Regions from separate parts of the Columba livia genome. Here region 2 is linked to region 1. Evidence: chromatin contacts called from public Hi-C data. All regions are on one chromosome and are shown on one strand. The core of a region is the stretch at or near the end of the contact, and the rest is flanking DNA. Distances in the headings are between cores, read along the strand shown. Region 1 overlaps DYNC1I1 (dynein cytoplasmic 1 intermediate chain 1). Region 2 has its middle 35 kb from the start of SLC25A13.

The links. Hi-C and Micro-C count contacts between places; a contact is called where the count stands out from the background.
Region 2: a contact with region 1 is called in a Hi-C map of crop, with 2.0 times the contacts expected there. The contact joins two enhancer-like sites. A contact is called at or near these places in 2 of 2 Hi-C or Micro-C datasets (crop and liver).

What each region holds. Positions count from the first base shown.
Region 1 is chr2:27,149,004-27,153,889 of bColLiv1.pat.W.v2, reverse strand. It overlaps DYNC1I1 (dynein cytoplasmic 1 intermediate chain 1), which reads right to left. Exons shown (of 16, transcript XM_065051126.1): 14 at 1,033-1,173. Among named protein-coding and RNA genes, the nearest start is that of SLC25A13, 130 kb to the left of the region's middle. Within about 2 kb of position 1,394, at least 3 of the 3 cell types and tissues checked have an H3K27ac peak away from gene starts, as active enhancers do.
Region 2 is chr2:27,316,131-27,321,051 of bColLiv1.pat.W.v2, reverse strand. No RefSeq gene overlaps it. Among named protein-coding and RNA genes, the nearest start is that of SLC25A13, 35 kb to the right of the region's middle. Within about 2 kb of position 2,416, at least 1 of the 3 cell types and tissues checked has an H3K27ac peak away from gene starts, as active enhancers do.

The DNA of each region.
Region 1 (4,886 bases), core at 145-2,644:
CTAGAGAGTGACTTTAAAAAATGCAGTATTTATCATTCTCAGTCTTTGAAAAAAGCTGATTAATCCTTTCTCATCAGCAAAATTCAAAGATGTGACGTCTCCTTCCCAGTGGTCCCTGTTATTTACTTAACAGCAACGGGAAATAAACTTGTTATTTTTCATTTTCATTTACGCCGTTAATTTTCGCTGCAAATTTTAAAAAAGAAAAAAGGTGAGGGTGTGAAATCGCAAATAACGTGAGAGTGATGCCCCGTGCTTAAAAAAGCCTCAAGCGGCGTTGCCAGCGGCTCAGAAAGGCGGGAGGTGAGGGAAGGGACCCGGGCACGTTGGGTTTCTGACACGCAGGAGGTACCGGGACGGGGCTTGCAAGTTATAATCTCCAGAGATTTCGGAGCAGAGGGTAAATAGGGAGGGAAACGAAGCCTCTGACTAGGCAGCTCGGGAGCGCGGAGGCCAGCGGGCCCAGGCCGCTGGCAGGGCTGCCAAGCTGTGACCGCCCCGGCGAGGGGAGGCAGCGGCAACGCCGCGTTTGAAGCTCCTGGCTCAACGGGGAGGGGGAAAAGGGGGGGCAAAAAAAAACCCCAAACTAGAAAACGGGCGCGGTTTAAAACTGCACCTTGAAATAACAGAGAGGGAAGGGAGACTCCGGCACCGCGGCTATTTGTGTTGGCTTTCTGCCGGGGGTGCCGGAGCCGGCCCTCCCCATGCCCGACAGGTACCCAGAGCAGCAGCAGCGCCGCCGCGGGGGAGGGAGAGAGGGAGGCGGGAGGGAAGGCGGGCGGTAGAGGGGGGCGGTCAGGCGCCCCCGGCAGCGGGACCTGCCCTCCCCGCCGCGCCCCGGGGCGCGGGCGGCAGCCGACGCCGGGCTCCCCGCGCCCTGAGGGAAGCCCGGCGCCCCCGCAGACCCCCGGCGGGGGGGGTAGCGAGGGGGTGCTCGGCAGCGCCACCGGCCCTCAGAGGGTTAAGGTCTCGCCCGGCGCCCGCCCGCGCCTTCCCAGCACCGGCCGCCGTCGGGCCGCCGCGCCGCCTCACCTCGGTGTCGTTATTCAGGTTCCACAGATCCAGGCGCCCCATCCCGTCCACGCAGGCGAAGAGCGCGGGATGCACTGGCGACCACATGACATCGTAGACATAGTCGGCATTGTCTTCAAAGGAGTAGAGCGGCTTGTTGTGCTGTAAAGCAGAGAGAAGCATGAAGACTTCGTGGCGCTAGTGCTGCCTGGGGCTGTCTGGCGAGTCTAATTAAAAACTTTGCACATTTACAAAGTGTCATAAAACTTCCCCAGATGAAAGGTCCTCGCGAAGGGTGGGACTGCGCTTTAATGGGGCAACAACTGTCCGGTGGGATAAATGAGATGCCCGGCGTGAGGGGTGTGGGACGCGCGGGTGACGGGGCGGGGGGAGCGCCCGCGGCCTCTCCCGCTCCCGACCGGCACCCCGTCGCGGGGGCGGGGGGTGCAGGCAGGCAGGCAGGCAGGCAGGCAGGCAGGCAGGCAGGCAGGCAGGCAGGCAGGCAGGCACCGCCGCGCCCGCCCGAGCCAACCGCGCTTGCGGTCGCACCCGATAACGATCGTGAGATCGGCGGGGACCGCGCGGCGGCCTCCGCGGCCCCTCCGCGCACCGCGGGCGGCGCCTGCCACCTAGCGGCGGGCGGGACCACCGCCCGCACCGGACCCCCCGGCCCGGCCCCGCGTCTCGCCGCAGGGCCCGGCTTCCCTTCGCCGGGCCTCGCTCCGGGCGGCCCCGCCGTGCTGCCGGGGCGCCGGGCCCACCGCCGCGGCCGGGAGCGAGGGCTGCCCGCTCCAGCAGGCGGGAAGTCGGAGGGAAGTTAGGAAGTACCGCAGGAACAGAAGTGTAATTGTCTATCATGAATTATTCATCGCCTCTGGCTTGACTAATTTTTGCATAATGGCTTCGCTAATCCCCGATCAATTAATGGAAAATGAAATTTGAATGATAATGAAAACTCCAGAGATGAAAGAAATTAAGTAGTCTCATGGCTTGTGACACAAACCTAAACAATGGGGCTTCTCCGAGGGTCTTCCCCCCGCCCTTCGCCGCCAGCTGCCTCCCGGCAAGCGGGCCGGGAGAGCCGGCCGAGCACCCGCAGCACCAGCCGGCCCCTCCGGGGACTCCTGCGAGAAACACAGCGCCACACGGGGTGCCCTTCTGAGCGTCCGAGTCCTACCTATGGGATATCTCGCTCAGGTGCCTCTAGACTGCACCCCTGCCCAGGGAGGTTGTGGCGTCTCCTTCTCTGGAGACGTTCAAAACCCACCTGGACACATTTCTGTGTAACCCCATCTAGGTGTTCCTGCTCCAGTAGGGGGACTGGACTGGATGATCTTTCGAGGTCCCTTCCAATCCTTAACATTTTGTGATTTTACAAAGGAACCGCTGCCGGGAACGCCTGCAGTGCGTTGCGTCGCCGTGTATTATTAAAAAAAAAAAAGGGCGGAGCGATTGATTGCAATTATTATATCGCTTTTCGTTTGTATATTATTAATTTCAAGCATAAAAGCGATCTGTTTAATACCACCAGTTTTGTTCTCGGTCCTCCCGCACTACGTGGTGCTTCGTTGGGTGTCGGGGGTGCAGTGCGGCAGCTCCGCACGTGGAGGGGGGTGTGAGTGCACGTGGAGGGGGCTGTGTGCAGGCCCATCTCTGTACTGCTGTGCTGGCGAGTACACGCGTGTCCTGTTCTTATTGCAGTACTGTGTTGTAAATAATTTAAGAAATATTTCTGTTCAGGTAGTACAAAAAAATCCCATAAAAAGTATCTTGAGATTTAATCCTTTGAAAACATACTGAAGATACAAAGGGATCAGGTTCTATAGGCCAGTTTTTGAATTCATAAAAGACATTTTGAATGATTACAGGACCAGGTCACAGATTTTCACAACTGGCCTAATGTTTTTTGCGCATTTCCTAAGAATAGCAAACATTTTGGTTTGTGTGACAATAAAATGAAATTAGAGCTTGGGTTTGTTACCTCAAATTTACGTAACATTATTATTTCTTTTCCAAAGCTGGAGTTTTGCAAAAGAAAAGGAAAAAAAATTACAATAATGTTTTCTTACCTAAACAAGGTCTTGTTCTCCAAATATATGTATCTGCTTAGTATATTATAAGTACCAGTGGAGTTATTTACACGTGTTAGTGGCCTGGCTTACATGCCTGTGCTAAAGCATTTGCAGGGTTGAGAGCCAAAGGAAGACTAAGCTTTTGAAGCGGCAGAGGTATTTCGTAGGAAATTTCAAAGTGAATCTTTTCAGCTGTGAGCTGGGAAATAGTATTTGGACTGGGCCATATGGATCCACAATGTCTACCTGTTGTACTGTGTATTTTCACCGAAAACATCTAATTTAGGTTCAAACACTTAAACTGTCTAAATGCTGGAAAAATGGGCATTGAACACAATATTATAGCAAAGGGAAAGGAAATCAGGTCCACGGCTAGGTGGCTGCGATTTTCCTTATTCATGGGAAATCCGCTGCTCGTGTAGCACTTTAACATGTAATGTCATGGCAGAAGTAACAGAATTCGGAGGACTATTAAAATATTAATCAACCCAGGGCAGATTTCAATCAGCATTTGTTTTTTGTCAACATATCAAAACTTGTTTTGACCTTATCTTGAGTGCGACACCTTTTTTATGCTCTTTTTAGTTTATTTTCCAATTCATGCCTAAATACCAGGGTGCTAGAAGGAAAGGTCAGGAGATTTGGTTCTAGGCTATGTCTTGGGGTTCACATGCTATATAGTCCATGGCAAATAGTTTTAGCTGGTGTGCTTCAGTTTCCCTGTTAGCAAAACAAAAACATTTTTGGAGTGCTAGTGTTTGAGGTGAACAGCATAGCAGATATGCAGTCTGTGTTGCCTTTACCGTGACAGTGGCAATATTCAGTCCGATAGGAAGTTAGAGGGAAAATCTGAACAACAGGAACAATATGGCTTTTGAGAAAGATCTCAGACATGCAAGGAGTGAGATGTGAATGGAGATGAACAGGGAGTGGAGCGCTGTAATGAAATAAGAAATGGCAGCCATGTGAGCAGCCCAAGCAAAAGGCAAGATCAGCTGCAGTGTGTTTGGAGAAACATGGAGAAAGACCGAGGGTATGGAACTGCCAGGCAGCAGTGGTGGAGCTGAGCTACAGCCCCCATAGTGCACCCTGCACATCTGCCCTCTCAGCTCAAATAGCTTTCGATGGGGAAAAATAAAGTATTTCCCATACTATGTCTTGTTGGTTTGCACCCTTTAACTACAGAAGAACCTCCCAACTGCGTTGGGCCAGGCTGGAGGTCCCTCTTGCTTCACATCTTGCGACTGATCTTTCTTTAAAGCTGACATTTCATCCTGGTCTGATTTTGCCCACTGAGAGCAGTTCTGTTGATTTCATTGGGAATACTCGATTTGTAAGTTTAAGTGTGTATATAAATGTTTGCAGGACTTCCTTACTGTAAAGCCTGTTAACTAAGGGCCCAGGCCAGCAGATTCTTTTAATGTAAGGATTTATGAGTAAGGACCGATACCAACCACTTTTAGAAAATGTTGAAATGTGGAACCATGTAAAGGTCACTTTAAAGCAGTTTTAAATTACCAAACTTCAGGCTTACGCAATCTATAACTAACATATGGCTATTATTATAAAACAACTGAAATTTAAACTTGATGAGCTTTCATTCTTAAGTATCAAGCCACTCTGTTATTCAATAGAACAGAAGAAATAGTTTAAAGCAGTATCTTCAGACAAACTTGGGCCACATCTACTTATTACTAACAAAGATGGTTTGGGGTGAAAATGTGGCCCTAGTGAATCAATGGAATTTTGCCACTGATTTCAATAGGACAGGATTCGAGAATTTACTGGAAAAAGTGAAAAAGC
Region 2 (4,921 bases), core at 1,167-3,666, 170 kb before region 1:
TTGCCAGTTTAATTTAGGTTGGGTTAGAATTCTACAAACTTCAAAATAAGCAACTGTGATCAGCTGGTCAGTGAACAGCTGATCAAGAAAGGTTCACTTCATTAGGAAAGAAGAGTAATTAGCTTGTCAACATTTAAGTCCCAAAAGTCTGTAGAAAAAGGTTACATTGAAGGATTCCTATCACTGTATTTATTGACCTTTAAACTCTTCAGCTCCTCTGTCATTGATGTTTAATCGACTCACTTAGGCTGTCAGGCTAATAACTAAGATAATGAAGTAGTCTACGACCTGGGTTTACTATGTTGTTATTCTAATGCTAATTTTAGAATGCTAAAAATAGGTTCACTAAAAATAAGACATTGTGGGTGGGTTTTTCTCCTAAAACAATTGAGCTTCTGTTACTTCCCTCCCAAAACTATTAAGACATTATTAGATTTCAAAGAGGTTCTTTTGTAGTAGAAGTTAATCATCATTTTTGTAGTGAAGGGCTTCACAAACCAGCTGCATGTAGTGATTATATTTGAGGAATAAAAAAAGATGGGATTTGCTACTTGTTTATAAATCTGTATTTCTAAACAGGAAGGCAAAATAATGCCTATGGCAGAGAAGGGGCATCAGGAAGGTGAGCCATTTTTTGGAAGGATGATATCTTTAAAAATCAAAGTCACTGAAGCAGAAGCAATCACTATGAAAATGTTTTAATAGTACGCTGATTGCATGGGGTGTATGTGAGGACAGCTCAGGTTCTTTACATACTTAATCTGGAGTTGCTCAAATTTATTTTTAAGAGAGATTTTATTTAGTAAATTTATGCGTGCGTAACATTCAAGGTTCAGATAATGTTGATATAGCTACAATTTCTTGATTTGCCCTTAGGTTATGGTATATATATACATATATATATATATGTACATACAGACCTTTTAATATATTTGTATTCTGGTATAGCTAGCATTATACATAGATGAAAACATTGTGTGACTGTCAAGCCTTCGCAGGAAAAAGCATGCTACTAGAATCAAATTCTGAGGAGAAATAAAAAGCATCTAAGTACGTTTTTTAAAATATTTCCTTGACACATATTTTTAGGAGATTACTTTCTTAGAAAACCTTCTTCTGTTTTGGTTTTATTTGCAGATACTTTTTTTCACATAAAAGCCCTGTCTCTTCTGATACTCTTTCATGCCCCGAACATTAAATCCATTTATGAATTTTTTGCTTTTCTTTTGAAATAAAATACATTTTGTTCTCCAAACCTAGACAATAATGTACTCTTAATACCTGTAAAGAGTTCTATGAGATTTTAGGCAATAAAGAACATTAAGTGATATGTTTTTTGGGAGATGTACTGGAGCCTGTTTTATGTACTGGAAAAGAGTTTCAATGGGATTTTACTTAGTGGGAATAAAAGAAATTCCTTACATTTTGGATCTTTTTTTTTCCCAAAGTATTGGCTCCTCTTCTTCATTTTAAAATTCCTCATTCACTACACTACAGCAGTTTGACCTGTCAGGTTTATAGCCATAAAGATTCCTGGCTGGTTTATTGGCTCGCAGTTCAGCAATTGCTAATTTTACTTTTTCCTCCTGTTGAGAAAAATAATTTCTTGAGTTCTCATCTCTTCAGAAGGCATTCTCTGAAATGGAAGTTATGATGACAGATGTCCTATAGCCTGACAAATTTCCCAGATTATTAGTTTGGAGCGTGGGGCTGATTGTACTGGATCGAGGGAATAAAGCTACCGCTACTCACAGGGTCTGTTGAAACCCTTATCTCTCCCAGCCCCCTACTGACTTGTGATTTAATGTCATACGCTATGTCTAATAAAAAAACTTCTTCAGGCTGAAACTGTATCAGTTTTATTTGTCTGGTAACCACTGTGCACACATTAAGACACAAAATGAACAACAAGTGATGTCTTTGAGACTGGATCCATTATGTACTGCACTTTCATACAGTGCTCAAACCTGGAGCCAGCGTCAGTATTAAATAATTCACAACACTGCTATGATCTTCCATGGTGGCAGCTTATGCCGTGTCCTGGGACACATCTTTCTTCTTGCGGATCCCTGACTTTGAATGAGATGAGATTTTAGTGAAAACTATTTTCTGGAATTTCTTCATTATTACTCCAGGCTGAGCAGGCTGTCAAGGGCTTCATTCAGCAACAAGACTCATCCAATCAAGCTAACGAGCACTGACCTCTCCCTAAAGGACATCCTAGCGAAGGTGCAGCTCCCTGCATCACTGGTGCCTTCTGATACATCGATTCCCATACTTCCTTCCAGCACCACCGGCTATTGAAGCTGGTAGGCAGCACAGACCATCAACTTCATAGGATATTTTTCTATTTTTAGCCCACAGCAATCCTTTTGTTAACCATCTGTGAGTTTCTTGAGCTGCATTTTTAGGGAACAAGGGGTTTCTGGGTTAGAGATCAGGCAGTATCGGAGATAACCACATTTCACAGGCACGCTGACTCACCCCTGGCTCATCAAGAATGCTTTACTGAACTTCACACTGTATATAATACAATGGCATTTCGGTGCCCCGTTTTACAGCTGCTGATAGAAGGCACATGGGAGCACACATGCCTGGGGAAGTAGTTTCTGCATGGCAGTATGCCTACCGTCAATGTGTATCTCAGTTAGGCACAGCTCTCCGGGAATATAAAACAGAGTATTATTCCCAGTATTTCCCAGACAGAGAAAAGGTCTTTTGTGTCATCAAGTGCACCACACATAGATCACAGCATTGTTGTAGACAGTGGACATGGGGGCTGCTATTTCAAAACAAGATACACTCCTATAGAAATATATATCCATTACGAGGCCAAGAGAACAATTTTATTCCCGTAATTTGCAAGAGTGTTCTGGTATTCCATGAATGATAAATTTTGCACTTTTAAAAACTGTGCCTCTGCTTAATGTTACATTGAGCCCATATTTCATCTGCATCTTCAAGTTATTCCTCTGATGAGCATTCTCTCTACTCGCTAATTATAATTCTGAAATTGTCCCTGACAGATACCTGCTGGCATCTCTGTTTTCATTGCTCTGGGAACAGCTGCTGCACTACTTTATTTTTTCTTTCTTTTTTTTTTTTTTTTTTTTCTTCTTTAAGAAATTATTATCAGGGAATTCACGAATTCCAAGCTTGCAGGCTTTCCCAGCTAGCATGGCCTAATCAACAACCTGTCAGGCTAAGCTTACACAGAAGCCTAGTCTCTGATGTCCATGCAGCTGAGAGCTGGTTGCACCGCTGATTACGAGGGAAGGAGGCTTGTGTCTGCAGCCCTGCTGCTCTGACCCCCCAGAGCACAGTTAAGGACATTTTCCTCAGCTACATGCCACCTCAGCCTTAGCAGAGATCGTAAAAGCAGTCCCACACAGACAGAGGTATTGAAGGCAGAGATTATCCACATTGTGTAGTGCTCTTTCACATCCTTGCATGCACATCAAGCCTGTGGTGCCTTCAGATGCTCCCTGCTTGTGTGGCTGGGAGCATCCCTGCCTGGAGCCACCTCCACCCACCAGCACACATCTCCCATGATAGCACATCTGAGCCTACATTTCCACGCCCTCACACTATGTATTTTCTCCCAGACACAGCATATTTCTTCATTTTCTGTGGTACAGGCAGGGAACCCAACCCTACTGTCTGCTGGATTGATCATGCGGATGTCCCACCATCCCACCATCCCTCAGGAAGATGGCTTGCTGCCACTGTGGGGCATCAGTCCCACACTGGATTCCCAGTGCACCAACAGTTTTTATGTCTGAAAAAAACTATTTATTTTCCACTCTTGGTGATCATTATCTGTTGCAAGATGACATATGCTTCATATGAAGAAGGGCTCACCTCCATATATCCCAGAGGTGCACTCCCTCTCCTTCCCAAATGACCGCAGACATGTTCTTGGGCAACAGTGGACTCTGCTCATCTCTGGCCAGGACCCTTGGCTCCACCAGAGAGAAGCAATTGAGGACTTGGATTACGGGCTGCAGAGTGGGTTGGGGATACCAGGGGATGCACCAGCATCTACTGGCTGCAGAGTCCTGCAGAGCAGAAGGGAGTCACATTGTGGTACTGCAACGTATAGGAACAAACTAGCTGTAAGCATTCTCCAAAATTAGGCTTCTGCCCCAAGTTCCCCCTTCTCCCTGTTGCAGAGACACTCTGGCCCAGCAGAAACAAACATTAATAGTAGGAACCTGCTGCAGATTTGCAACGTGATTTTCTAAGTCCTGTGCAGATGTCTTGACTAGCTAGCTGAAGGCATCTCCCTGGCACTAGATTTAGGCACCTGAATCCTGCCCTAGATGGCAGTAGTAGGACAATGAGTGATGCGGACCACTTGTCAGTGGGTGCCCTACCTTGGAAGTAACACTGCAGCATTGCTTTAGCTTGTGTTTAACACTGTACAGGAAAGCAAAATCTCATTGAAGTTGTACAACCAGCTCTATCTTATAGGCGCACCAAGATGAAAAAACTCAATATTTCTTCTCCAAGTCAGCCAGAGTCCATTTCTCAATGCATATTAAGATTTGTCTTGCTTGTTATCATCTATAGAACCTTATTATATGAGCTCCTCATTTATGGATAGACTTCAACATCTGATGCTGCCCCACTCTGGGCTTGCTACAGGGGGCTTAAACTGCCTGTACATGTGGTTGTGAGCAGCACATGCTGGTACGCTCATGGCTTGGGTTAGTCCTGGTTTAGCGCTGCCCTGAGTAACAGTGCAGCCACTCATACACCCTCCTGTATTTGCATTCCTGATATTTCAGGAACGCATTTGAGTTACATGCTTCACCACAGCTATATTGACTCTGAAAGAGAAATGGTGGCCTTAAAAAACAACAACAACAACCCAAACTACAACAACAAAACAAACAAACACAACAAAACAAACAAACAA